Regions from separate parts of the Mus musculus genome. Here all the other regions are linked to region 1. The links are chromatin contacts, called in public Hi-C and HiChIP or PLAC-seq maps. All regions are on one chromosome and are shown on one strand. The core of a region is the stretch at or near the end of the contact, and the rest is flanking DNA. Distances in the headings are between cores, read along the strand shown. Region 1 holds the start of Imp4 (IMP4, U3 small nucleolar ribonucleoprotein). Region 2 overlaps Plekhb2 (pleckstrin homology domain containing, family B (evectins) member 2). Region 3 overlaps Dst (dystonin).

Region 1 (3,840 bases), core at 807-3,306:
AATTCCAAACCAGTTCAAGGGATCTTGAGGAACTACAGCAGATCCTAACTCTTTGGTCTTGGTGGGGCCCTTGCGCCTGCGCAGAGCTGAAAGAAAGGCCATACAGTCCTCATGACCACAATGAGCTTAGTCCAAGTTCATGATTCTGAGAAACACTGGAGGTTAGCTATTTCCCCAACCTTCTCCTGTGTCTGGAAATAGTAACACTCCCCCCTTTGTAATCCAGTTGACTCTGTCTATTCTGACTTCCAGGACAGACAATTCTGTTTACCCAGAACAAGACTACGACTGACTTTGCCAATTTACCTAAAAGTGATGAAATGTCCCCAAGCTGTTTCAGGAGTGATTAACTGGGATTGGAGGTTTATTTCCAAGGAACATCTAGATATAGGGATATACATTTTCTGTTCTGTTGAGCTCCTTTGAATGCAAAACTCATCCCACTATAAAAGAGTCCACCTTTAACTGTGTAGAGATTAAAGTACCAGAGCAAACTCCATTTTGTTCTCAGACTCCATTTTAAGCTAACCTGCCCTCACAATGACTTGGCTCCCACCCTTGAGTTCTGAAAAAAACAAAAAACAAAACGAAATGAAAAGCAAAAAACAACCAAACAAACAAAAATCCGAAATATTCTTGGCAGTTGCAAAACAGACGTAATAGCTGTGGTCAGTCGATAATAATGGGGTGGGCTAAGAAAACATGATTCGTTCCCAGGTGAAGATGCACCTTTTAGATGTGTGGTCCCTCCTTGTGGTTTGACCAGATGCTGTGAACCAATCAGCTTAAACGCCAACATTCCTTTAACCCTCTTACCCAACCATGTTATGTCAAGGAGGCTTGGAATACACCCCATTCCCTTAGACCTCCTCGGGCGGCTCTCCTATCCTGTTACTTGAACCCTACCTATCAAAGTATAAGAACCCCACCCTCCCACACCCCCGCCCCCCAGACATTCAACTCTCCAGCTCAGACGCTCTCCATTAATCAGATTCCGAATGAAGCAATTTCCTTAAATGTTCAATGAGTTTTGTCTTTAGCGCTGAGTAAGGGCTGACAGGTGGAAAGGAGACTTACATGCTTCGCTAGGCCCCACTTCCTCGGGGGTCTGGGCGTCAGCTTTGATCACCCTGAAGGTCTGGGGTCCATCCTGGGCCTCGCTGGGAAAAAAAAAAAAAAAAAAAAAAAAAGGGAAGTTGGATCTCTGGCCGCGCCGGCCTAGGTCCTGCCCATCCACTCTCCAAGGGGGGGGGGGGGGGGGGGCGCTCACCTGGCACGCACGCAGACCTGAGGCTCCATACGCGAGGCATACTGCAGGGGTCCTACCGACTTGGCTCCCATGGCATAGCGAGCCTTGGCAAGTGAGAGCCAACCCTGGGGAGACAGGAGAGACTTGAGACTGTTTTCCCTCCCTGTGCCCGCTTTCTATCCCTCCTTCCATTCCCCGTGGCCCACCTCCTCCACCCTGGCGTTCAGCGCCGCCCGCTTCGCCTCCAGTTCCTCCAGGTCACTGAGCAGCTGTAGGCACTTGGAGTCCAACTCCTCTCGCAGAGCCTGGACCGCCATGGCCCAGCCAGTCTTGGGACACGCGCGGATGGGCGGAGCCACTTCCTTCCAAGCCGCCGAATCACTGCGCGGCCATGTGCATGACAGCCAATAAGCGCTCAAGATCCGCCCTTAGGGGGGCAGTACTAATCGTGACCCGGAAGTCAAAGGCTTCAACTTCCGGGTGATCCCTGTCACCAGCCAGGACGCGGATTAGCGCCTGGAGCGGGATACTTCTCGAATCCGATGGCTACCAAAAGTCGGACCTTAACTTGAATCTAGGAAGCCATGCGCACAGTTCCTGCTTTTACTCTTCGCTAGCCTGCTGCCTGACCAGCTCAAGCACCGGTGAAGCCGCAGACGGACTAACTAATCAGGACGGTCTTAGACCACGTGACATCCCAAATCCGGGTAATTAATTGGTTGCCCGTCTGACCAATCACCTTGCGACGCCCTCCTCCATTCGCCATCTTAAGATGGGGCACTCTGACCGGCAGTGGAATCGAGTGAAGCCTCTAAAGGCCTTTTTGGTTGAGGGCGGAAGTGATCACTGCGTGGTGCCAGCAGCGCCAGAAGAGTTGGGACTCGTGAGGGAGCGGCGCTCATCATGGTAGGATGTTTTGATTTCCTGTTCTGGTTTAGCGGGAAAGAAGGGGACTACGGGAGGGCTGAGTTGTGGTCCTCGGTGCTCCGAAGTGGATGGTGACCCTGTGTGTTCTCTAGCTCCGTCGGGAGGCTCGCCTGCGCCGCGAGTACCTGTACCGCAAAGCCCGGGAGGAGGCGCAGCGATCCGTTCAGGAGAAGAAGGAGCGAGTCAAGCGTGCTCTAGAAGGTAAGGCCTCCCTGTGCTGGTGGGTTACAAGTCCTTGCTCGAGCATACTACACGGAGGTGTAAACGCATTTGAACTTAATGTATTTGTATCAGGGTGGCTGGTCATCTTTCCTTTCTCTGCTCGTTAGGTAGGACCTCACTGCTCACTGGTTTCTGAATGATCCCACCATGTGATAGTATGGCCGTTTATGCTACAGTTGCCCATGTCTACAGGTTGATTGCCAGTTTTGCTTACAGAATATCTAGTTTTTATTTAGTTTTAAAACATTGCCTCTGTCGGGTGGCGGCGGCGCACGGTTTCAATCCCAGCCCTCGAGAGGCAGAGACAGGCCGATCCCCGAGTTCGAAGCCAGCCTGGTCTACATAATGAGTTCCAGTACAGCCAGAGCTAAAACAGAGAATCCCTGTCTCGAAAAACCAAAAACCAAACCAAATCAAGCAACAAACCAACAAAAAACCTTTGCCTCATCTAATTGATTCCCATCTTAGGGAATGGGTCTGCAAGAATCCTTGGTATTTGTTTTTGTTGTCTTCTTCAAAACAAAATTAGAAAAACCTGTTATTGATTGTTATAATTGTCTTGCATTTTAATTCTTCTTCCATTTAGAATTTGACATTCGTTTTACAGGTTAGTTTAAAACTTTGCCTTACATTAATTCACATTTTCATTTGCCCTAATAAATGAAGATCCTCTATCACAGAGCTTAATTGGAAATGTTCTATTTATCCCTATTTTGCTTTTGTATCTAAGGAACTTCATGTCTCCCGCCTGATTGATAGTACAATATCCCTGGTGCCAGTAATTAAATTCCGTTCCTGTAATTTAGGACTATAAAGTATATGTGTGTCATGTAACGTTTTTTTGAGTTAAGAAGCATAATGTTAGGGCTGGGATTGTACCACAGTTGTTAGAGAGTGCTTCCTAACATGAAGGAGGCTCTGGATTCTGTCCCCAGCCTGACTCAACTGTGCCTGGGGGCCTATGTCCCAACACTGGTAAGGTGGAGGCTAGAGGATCAGGAGTTCAAGGCTTGCTTTGGCTGCATGAGTTTCAGATCAGCCTGGGCTATATAAGCATAATGTTAAGTATCTGTGACCCATTACCATAACTTAAAAAAAAAGTTTTAAAAAAATGGCTCAAGGATTCAGAGCACTTCCTGCTCTTTGAGAGGACCCAAATTCATTCCCTACTACCCATATAGAGTGACTCACAACTGTCTGTAACCCCAGGGATCCAGTGTCCTCTGGCCTTAGCAGCTACCTGAACACATGTGAACTCAGGCAGGAACACATACACAGAAAAATGATCAATATATTAGCATTTGCAACCATCTATTATTAACTATATTATTATTAACTATATTAAATATTGCATTAAAAGAAACTGTTGTAAGTATTATTTGTGTTCACATTATGCCTACTTATATCCCTAGGTTATTAGCGTATGTGTTTGGCTTTGTATT
Region 2 (3,840 bases), core at 546-3,045, 430 kb after region 1:
CATTTTCATTCTTAGGTGGGACTCTAATTTTTCCAGTATATATACAGAAAAATATAGGAAAGTACAAGAGGCTTACAGAAGAATTTGCACAGGTGGGAAACAGAGTCGAAAGCTCAGTGGTCGCAGCTTTTGTTGGCCAGAGCTACTTTACCTCAGAGCTCACTCCGTGCCCCCTTCTTTGACCAACAGCCCCTGCCCTGGAATTTCACATCAGTGAGCCATGCAGTTAGCAAAATCCCAGTGCAATCTACGTGTGGATTTTTAAAAGTTACTTTTTACCTTTCCACTGGGGCACACACAGGTTTTAGACTACAGAAGAGCATCTGTGCACTTGTGATTGTGACCAGATGGACTGATAAGGGTAGTAGCCCTTGGTCTATAGGCAGTCGAGCTTCAGGTACCTTCCCGGGCCAAGAGTGCCCCGCTCTGGCTTGGGGCTGAGCCGGGACTGGCTGCTGAACTCAGGGTGTTTTAGGAGGCTGGAGGCTGCCCCTGCTCCAGCAGGGTCTTTGTGATCTTTTCTTTGCTGAGTGAATGTGCTCTTGGTCCTAGCTCTCTTGTCTCCCACAGGCTTACGTTGGTTCAGCAATCCTGTCTGAAGAGACTGCAGTGGCCGCGTCCCCGCCTCCCTACGCAGCCTATGCTACACCAACCCCTGAGGTAGGGAGGTTTGAGCAGAGCATACACATGAGGGAAGCCGGGGCTCTCTGCTGCTTTCCCATTTCTGTTGGTCTCTTTTCTTCTGTTTCTGGTTGTAGTTTTGATCTTAATCTTAAGTCAGTCTCAGGGAAATTAGAAATACACTCCAAGGCTTCCCTTTTTATCATAGTATTCCTCTTTGCTTAGATGAAACAGATCAGCTCTTGGAGCTGGTGATGTGGTCAGTTGATGGAGTGTTTGCCTAGCAAGCTGGAGGTTTTGGTCCCCAGCACTGTATAAACTGGGGGTAGCTACACAAACCTGGACTCCTGATCAGTGCTTGGGATGCAGGAGCAGGGCAATTAGGAGATGCAGATCTTTCATGGCTGCACAGGAGGCCAGCTTAATCTAGAGAGTCTATCTCAAATTAAGCAAAAAACCATATATATAATATATATATATATGTATGTATATATGTGTATATATATATATGTATGTATATATGTGTGTGTGTATATATATATATGTGTGTGTGTGTGTATGTATGTATGTATATATATATATATATATATATATATATATATATATATGGTATATGTGTGTATATGTGTGTGTGTGTGTGTATATGTAGTGCCTGCATCTGTAGCACACAGGTAGAGGTCAGAGGGCAACTTGAGAGTTGGTTCTCTCCTTCCATTCTGTGAGTCCTGCAGATTAAACTCAGGCCAGCAGACTTGGCGGTAAGCACCTTTATCCAACGAGCCATCTGGCCAGCCCTGGATCCGTTTATCTGTATTAACTGCAAAGCCTTGCAAGGTTTCTGACAAAGCTGCTGTAAGCCAATGCATCACGCTTAGAGAGAAGGCGTGTTTGCTGCTCTGAGCCTCGTGGACTTCTCTGTTTGTCACTCTGCTTTTATTCCTGGCTTTCTTTATTTTATTTTTGTTTTGTCAACATTTTACAGTTTTCAGCATAAAAATTTAGTACACGTTCGTTGGATTTATAATTATCCCATTATTTTCAAATGGTTGTATGTAACTGTCTGTTTTTAAAAGATACACTTTATTTTGTGTGTATGAGTGTTTTGCCTTCAGGTATCTGTGAGCACCTCATGCATGCAGTACACCCCGAGGCCAGAAGAGGGCACCAGATACCCTGCAACTTGAGTTAAGGGCAGTTGTGAGCCCTGTGAGCCATGTGGGTGCTGTAAAGGCTTGATCACTTTCTCTTAGCTTCCCAAAATCTGGAGTTACAAGTGTGCAGCGCCACACCCTGGCTAGTTCCAGAACTTGTATTCTTTGTATATTAATATATAGTATGTATTATACTGAGTTTTTCTTATATGTTTTTTTTTATTATTTTGGGTAGAGTTTTTAATTTTTTTCATTTAAGTATGTTCATTTCCTAATTATTAACTGAAAGATTTTTATAATAATTACTTTAAAATCCTTTCTAGAGGGCCAAGTGTGATGGCGTACCCCTTTAATCCCAGCAGTCAGGAGGCAGAATCAGGCAGCTCACCATGAGTTCGAGGCCAGCCTGGTCTATATTTCGAGTTCCAGGACAGCCAGGGCTATACAGAGCAACCCTGTCTTGAAAAAGTTCTTTCCCGAGCTGAGTGTGGTGGTGCGCACCTTTAGACTCAGTTCTCAGAAGGCAGAAGCATGTGGATTTTTATGAGTTTGAGGTCAGCCTTGCCTACATAGAAAGTTCTAAAGAACTAGTAGACTGTGGCAGGAAAAAAAATCTTTTCCGTAAGAGACGCTATCTCAAGGGAATAAGGTGTGGGAGTAGAGGGAGTGAGAGATTGGGCGAGCACACCCAGTGTCCTCTTTTGGCCTCTGCATGCATGCATGGGCGTGTATACCTTCTATACATGTACATTTGCCCCTGCACCATACATTGCACAACATATATACACCAGAGCCCAATACACAAGTCCTTTCTAGATAATTCTAGCATCTTTCACCCTAGGTGCTGGGTTGGAACCTAGCCTTTCTTGCATGCCTAGCAAGCTCCGCCCAATGAGCTGCACTCCAGCCCACATCTGACATCTCTACAGTCTCAGTGTGGGCCTTCTTCTGTGTCATTTTGTTTGCGATCTTGGCTGTTCGTGCTAAAAGTGATTATTGGTCAAAACCCTGACATTTTAAACATGGAGAGACTCGGATCTTGCCAGGTGGAGTCCAGATTCTCAGCCCACAGCGGGGGCCGGGCTCCAGCTCAGGAGTTTAGATTTTCTCTGAGTCTCCTTAGAGCACTTTGTTGGGAAGAGAGGACTGCCCATTACTGCTCGACTTCCACTGACAGGTGCATGGTGTCCGGCCAGCTGACCCACCCCCACAAGGCCTTTAGTGGTTCTTAGGGGTGGGGAGGGCAGATTGCCTCTGCTCGGCAGTGATGGACTCTGTGGCTCACTCCTCGGTCTGCTGCATGGTAGAGTGAGTGCCTTGTTATCTGGTCTACACCAGATCCTCCACGTGCATCCTTTTCTGGCTGTACTCTAGGGGGTCAGGGGAGGCTTGCTGTAGCTGTTGTAGTTGTAGTTGAGGCTGTTGTAGCGCATGCTGGTTAGGGCTTCCACCTCTGACCTTTGGGGATGGGAATAGGGTGTTCCTGCAGTGGGCTCTTAGTGTTTGTGTAGAGTAGAGGAGTTATTGGCTCTTTGGGCAGAGAGAGCAAACTTTCCCTGGTCCCTCCCCCTTTTCTATCTGTACTCATTGGGATTTCTGAGTTACCAGTGTCTCCACTAACCAATTTAGGATACGCCATTGCACACCTGTGGAGGTCAGGTGCCACCCATGTATGTATGTATGTATACATGTATGTATATATGTATGCATGTATGTATCATCACATCATCTCTCGTCTCCCCTTCCCTCCCCCAGCACCCCTGCTCACTTAAGTATGTTGATTTCATTATTGCTAACAAAGGACAGTTTTTAGAACTCAACTCATCCCTTCTACAATGTGAGTTTCAGGGGACACAGCATGTCATCAGGCTAGGTGACAAGTGCCTTTACCCACTGAGCCAACTCACCAGCCCCTCCCTCAAAACTGTGTTTCTCATGGGACTTTGTCTCCTTCCAGGTCTACGGCTATGGTCCATACAGCGGCGCATACCCCGCAGGAACTCAAGTTGTCTATGCCGCCAACGGGCAGGCATATGCAGTGCCATACCAGTACCCGTATGCAGGTAAT
Region 3 (3,840 bases), core at 472-2,971, 410 kb before region 1:
TGTATATATGAATGCACTACACTGTAGTACATTCTGAAGTCAGTACAGCTGACTTCAGACACAACAGAAGAGGGCATTGGACCCCATTACAGATGGTTGTGAGTCACCATGTTGGGAATTGAACTCAGGAAGAACAGTCAGTGCTCTAAACCACTGAGTCATCTCTGCAGCCCCTCCATCTAATTTTTAATTATGTACCTGTGTGTGACTGTGTCTGGGTTTGTTCTATGGCTTGTGCGGTTGTTTATGGCTGAGGTGGTTGTCAGTGGCCTTGACTGTTACTGTCAGGGACTGATTTGACGAAAGACTCTGGCTTTTTGAGGTGTCCAGTGTGCAGAGAAGATGCTGATGTGAATGAATGGGATAGACAAATGCTACCTTGGTTTCGAAGATGTTCCATCCTTACGGGGCGTGGTTGTTTTGCTCATTTAATTTTATTTTTTCATTTATGTATTTAAAAATCATGTAAGACATTATTGGAGCATCACGATATCCACAGAGAAGGACAAAGCTGATGCTGTTTTCCTTTATGAGACCTTGGAGACTTGTTGAGGAGCCTGTAAGGTTAACTGTGGGACAGTGGTGGAGTTGAACATGTAGGATGGGAGAAACGACACAAGACAAACCTCTGAGAGTAACTTTCTGTGACCTTGGGCCTACTCAGCATGTCTGCGCCCATATAGAGCCTCATAAAGTCCCTCACAGGCAAGAATGAAAGAATTTTAGAAAACCAGTGTTTCTTTGGAATAAAAGTGATCCCCAGAATTATAAAAGGTACCTGATTTAAGAGATGATGTAGAAGTTCAAAACAGAGAGAAAAAGCTCATTTTACATTTAAAAGAAGTATTATAAAGCAGAAGATGGAATACTTCCGGAGTTTGGGAAGCCACAGAAAATATGTAAATCCCCTAAATATGTCCACTACTGTGATAATCCTGGGCGTATTATAAATGTTCAGTATATATATTTAAAAACCAAGCGAGTGAGTTTCTTTTAATGAGGGCTTTTTAAATCAGTTTACTCTAAGTAATAGCTGCTTTTAAGTACAATAACCAGACTGTCACTTGCAAGGCTGCCAAGTTCAAATAAGCAGTAACTCTTCTAACTTGTAGGAAGCATTCAGATCACCTTACACTGTGCGTAGAGTTTGCACATAAGTCTTTGCCACTTTGAGGTACATAATTCATCATATAGGAAGATGAGCAAAGTGAACCGTTACCACAGTGGATGATGACAAGAGAAAAGTAGGAGATGGGGTTGATTTAAACAGAGATACCGTAAGGCCAGAAGCACAGAAAACTTTCCGAGTAGCAGCTCTGAGTGGGAGGGTATCCTTAGACAACAGCCATGGTCACAGACAAGCTGGCTGACACATTGTACACATTTGTTGGTAATGCAGAGAATCTTATTACCAGGCAGTAGCTGTCAAGTCCTCTGGCTCATTTAAACATAGGATGGCACTGTGTGGCTTGGGCAGTTGATGGTTCTCTCTCTGCAAGTGTGCATATCCTTACACGTGTGTGCACACCTGGGGCAAGACACAGCCCCTCGGCTCTTTGACGCTTGCTTTTGAGTATCTATTGGTTTTCTGGTACATTCATGTTGTCTTACCCCACTTGGATGAATGGCTTTCTTCACTTGAAGGGGACTACTGTCCCGTGCTGTGTCCTTACCCCATGTTTCCTGTGCACTGGTGCCTGGAAACTCCCCAGACAGTCAGCTGGGGAAGTTAACAGTAGGACTCAGCTTGTCTGCTTCCCCCTTTGAGAGGTTGTCTGTACTTTCCGTTCTCCACTGTCTAAAATTTGTGCTTGCATGTATATTGTCTGTATTCTCAGTTATTAAAAAAAAAAATAAACCTAGTACCTGCTACCAGGTTTTTCTCGTGAGAGAAATACCTTTTCTTCTTTAAAAAGTCCCTTAAAAAGTAAACAGGCTCTGGCTCACTCTCGTTTTCTCTCTCTGTCTGTCTCTGTCTGTCTGTCTGTCTCTCTCTCTCACACACACACACACACCCACACATACTAGGCATAGATTTTCTTTTTTTACTTTGTCGTTTGTCATTTGAGACAGGTTCTCTGTGTGTTCTATTTCAGAACTCTCTACTTAGACCAGGCTGGCATCGAACTCAGAATCCACTTGACTTTGCCTCCCTAGTGCTGAGATTAAAGGTGTCTACCACCACTCCTGGCAGATATTCGTTTTAATAGATGGGTTGTAGAAATGTTGATTTGATCTCAAAGTCCTTAATACAGAATTTGTCTAACCACTCCTTCTGTTCAGTGGAATCTCTGAACTGAACTTGGCAAAGACAAGAGTGTGTACACTGACCTTGGCATCAGGTTAGGAAATATGGAAATCAGTGTGTGTTTTCCCACTGGTTTTAATATTCCTATTTGCATGATCATTAAACCTGGGTCAGTTTAATAAAATTCTTTTATCAGAGTAGGGCAGACAGGGAGTAATTCTTTTTTTTTTTTTTTTTTTTTTTAAAGATTTATTTATTTTTATTGTATATAAGTACACTGAGCTGTCTTCAGACACTCCAGAAGAGGGAGTCAGATCTCGTTACGGATGGTTGTGAGCCACCATGTGGTTGCTGGGATTTGAACTTCGGACCTTCAGAAGAGCAGTCGGGTGCTCTTACCCACTGAGCCATCTCACCAGCCCCGGGAGTAATTCTTATGGTGGTGGGCAGTACCTCTGCTCTGAGTAACGGCAGACCCAGTGCTGGGGTCACACAGGAGGGGGTTACAGGAGGTAATTTGTCTTAGTCAGGGTTTCTATTCCTGGACAAACATCATGACCAAGAAGCAAGTTGGGAAGGAAAGGGTTTATTTAGCTTACACCTCCAAACCGCGGTTCATCACTAAAGGAAGTCAGGACTGGAAATCAAGTAGGTCAGGAAGCAGGAGCTGATGCAGAGGCCATGGAGGGATATTGCTTACTGGCTTGCTAGCACCAGCATGCTGTGTCTGAACGTTAGGCTCATAGGACTTGCTGGTAGCAGAGTTGTAACTTTAGCCCAGGTGTTTCCATCTCTGGGGTAAGACTTCTAGTCCTTAATTATACTGCGCCCAGCACCTAGACTCACATGGAATGCCACCTCATCTCCCTTGCTCTAAATAAGCACAGTGAGTCGTCAAGGTCCAGCCAGCCTGCTCCTGTCAGGATTCATTCTGGGTGTGTAAACGCTGCCATGCCACACTTCTGATATGAACTGAAGCTTTCGTTTAGCTGGTCACTTTAATACGTTCCTCGTGCATGTATTGTATCACGTCCCCGCAGGACATGCGGCCAGCAAATGGAAGGCACTGGCTGCCTGACTTAACAGTGTGGAAAGTTAATCTTGTGTTTCAGCTGGAGTAACTACGGGCTCGTTTGATATTGACGTAGGTTAAGTAATGTCAGAAGGTCACAACAATTTGGAGAGGTATCCGTACTGTGTCTAATGACAGTTTGGCACCGACCTTCTAGGTATTAAGGTGGCCTTCATATTGACCCCTGCTGATCAGTCTTGTTATTTATAAGGGACACTGAATGGGTCAGGCTTTGGCAATGAAGAATAGGCAAGGCCATTGTCTGATGCTGTCATTGCCAAAGTTCTGTGGTCCTTTAGGGACATGGCTTTGAAATGAAGTCGGAGATTAGCTGAGCAGGGGGTAGGTGTGAAATCCTAGTACTCGGAAGTCCAAGGCAGGAGGAGCCCAAGTCCAAGGCAGTCTGGCTGGCCAACGCCGGCTGTCTCTAAACAAAACACAGGAGGAAAAGAAACTTGTAGCTATCAGTCAGTATGACCAATATCTGGGTTTGCCCCCATTTTTAGCAACTTTTCTGTAC

What was found. Hi-C and Micro-C count contacts between places; a contact is called where the count stands out from the background. HiChIP or PLAC-seq counts read pairs in DNA pulled down with a chosen protein or histone mark.
Region 2: a Hi-C map of rod photoreceptor shows a contact between it and region 1, with 2.9 times the contacts expected there. The contact joins the enhancer-like site here to the promoter of Imp4 in region 1. A contact is called at or near these places in 2 of 39 promoter capture datasets (liver and neural stem cells), 1 of 15 datasets of contacts at CTCF or cohesin (the NIH/3T3 cell line), 10 of 484 Hi-C or Micro-C datasets (B cells, CD4 T cells, CD8 T cells and 5 more), 5 of 115 datasets of contacts at active chromatin or transcription factors (bone marrow-derived macrophages, effector CD8 T cells, pancreatic cancer cells and 1 more) and 3 of 9 other capture datasets (adipose tissue, liver and macrophages).
Region 3: a contact with region 1 is called in an H3K4me3 HiChIP or PLAC-seq map of bone marrow-derived macrophages, with 2.8 times the contacts expected there. The contact joins the enhancer-like site here to the promoter of Imp4 in region 1. A contact is called at or near these places in 2 of 39 promoter capture datasets (the C10 cell line and stem cell-derived epiblast-like cells), 5 of 484 Hi-C or Micro-C datasets (LSK cells, embryonic stem cells, regulatory T cells and 1 more), 12 of 115 datasets of contacts at active chromatin or transcription factors (the 230-238 cell line, astrocytes, bone marrow-derived macrophages and 7 more) and 1 of 9 other capture datasets (adipose tissue).

Annotation. Positions count from the first base shown.
Region 1 is chr1:34,437,773-34,441,612 of GRCm38.p6, forward strand. It overlaps Imp4 (IMP4, U3 small nucleolar ribonucleoprotein), which reads left to right and starts at 2,057. Exons shown (of 9, transcript NM_178601.3): 1 at 2,057-2,155; 2 at 2,269-2,377. The coding sequence starts at 2,153. It overlaps Ccdc115 (coiled-coil domain containing 115), which reads right to left and starts at 1,900. Exons shown (of 5, transcript NM_027159.2): 1 at 1,456-1,900; 2 at 1,271-1,374; 3 at 1,078-1,160; 4 at 1-86. The coding sequence starts at 1,566.
Region 2 is chr1:34,865,571-34,869,410 of GRCm38.p6, forward strand. It overlaps Plekhb2 (pleckstrin homology domain containing, family B (evectins) member 2), which reads left to right. Exons shown (of 8, transcript NM_145516.2): 6 at 571-660; 7 at 3,730-3,835. Among named protein-coding and RNA genes, the nearest start is that of Plekhb2, 18 kb to the left of the region's middle. Within about 2 kb of position 1,796, at least 20 of the 459 cell types and tissues checked have an H3K27ac peak or open chromatin away from gene starts, as enhancers often do. A contact at or near this core is called in B cells, CD8 T cells, neural stem cells and 1 more, where this site is marked.
Region 3 is chr1:34,027,255-34,031,094 of GRCm38.p6, forward strand. All of the region lies in intron 4 of Dst (dystonin), which reads left to right. Among named protein-coding and RNA genes, the nearest start is that of Mir6896, 88 kb to the right of the region's middle. Within about 2 kb of position 1,722, at least 34 of the 459 cell types and tissues checked have an H3K27ac peak or open chromatin away from gene starts, as enhancers often do. A contact at or near this core is called in bone marrow-derived macrophages, microglia and regulatory T cells, where this site is marked.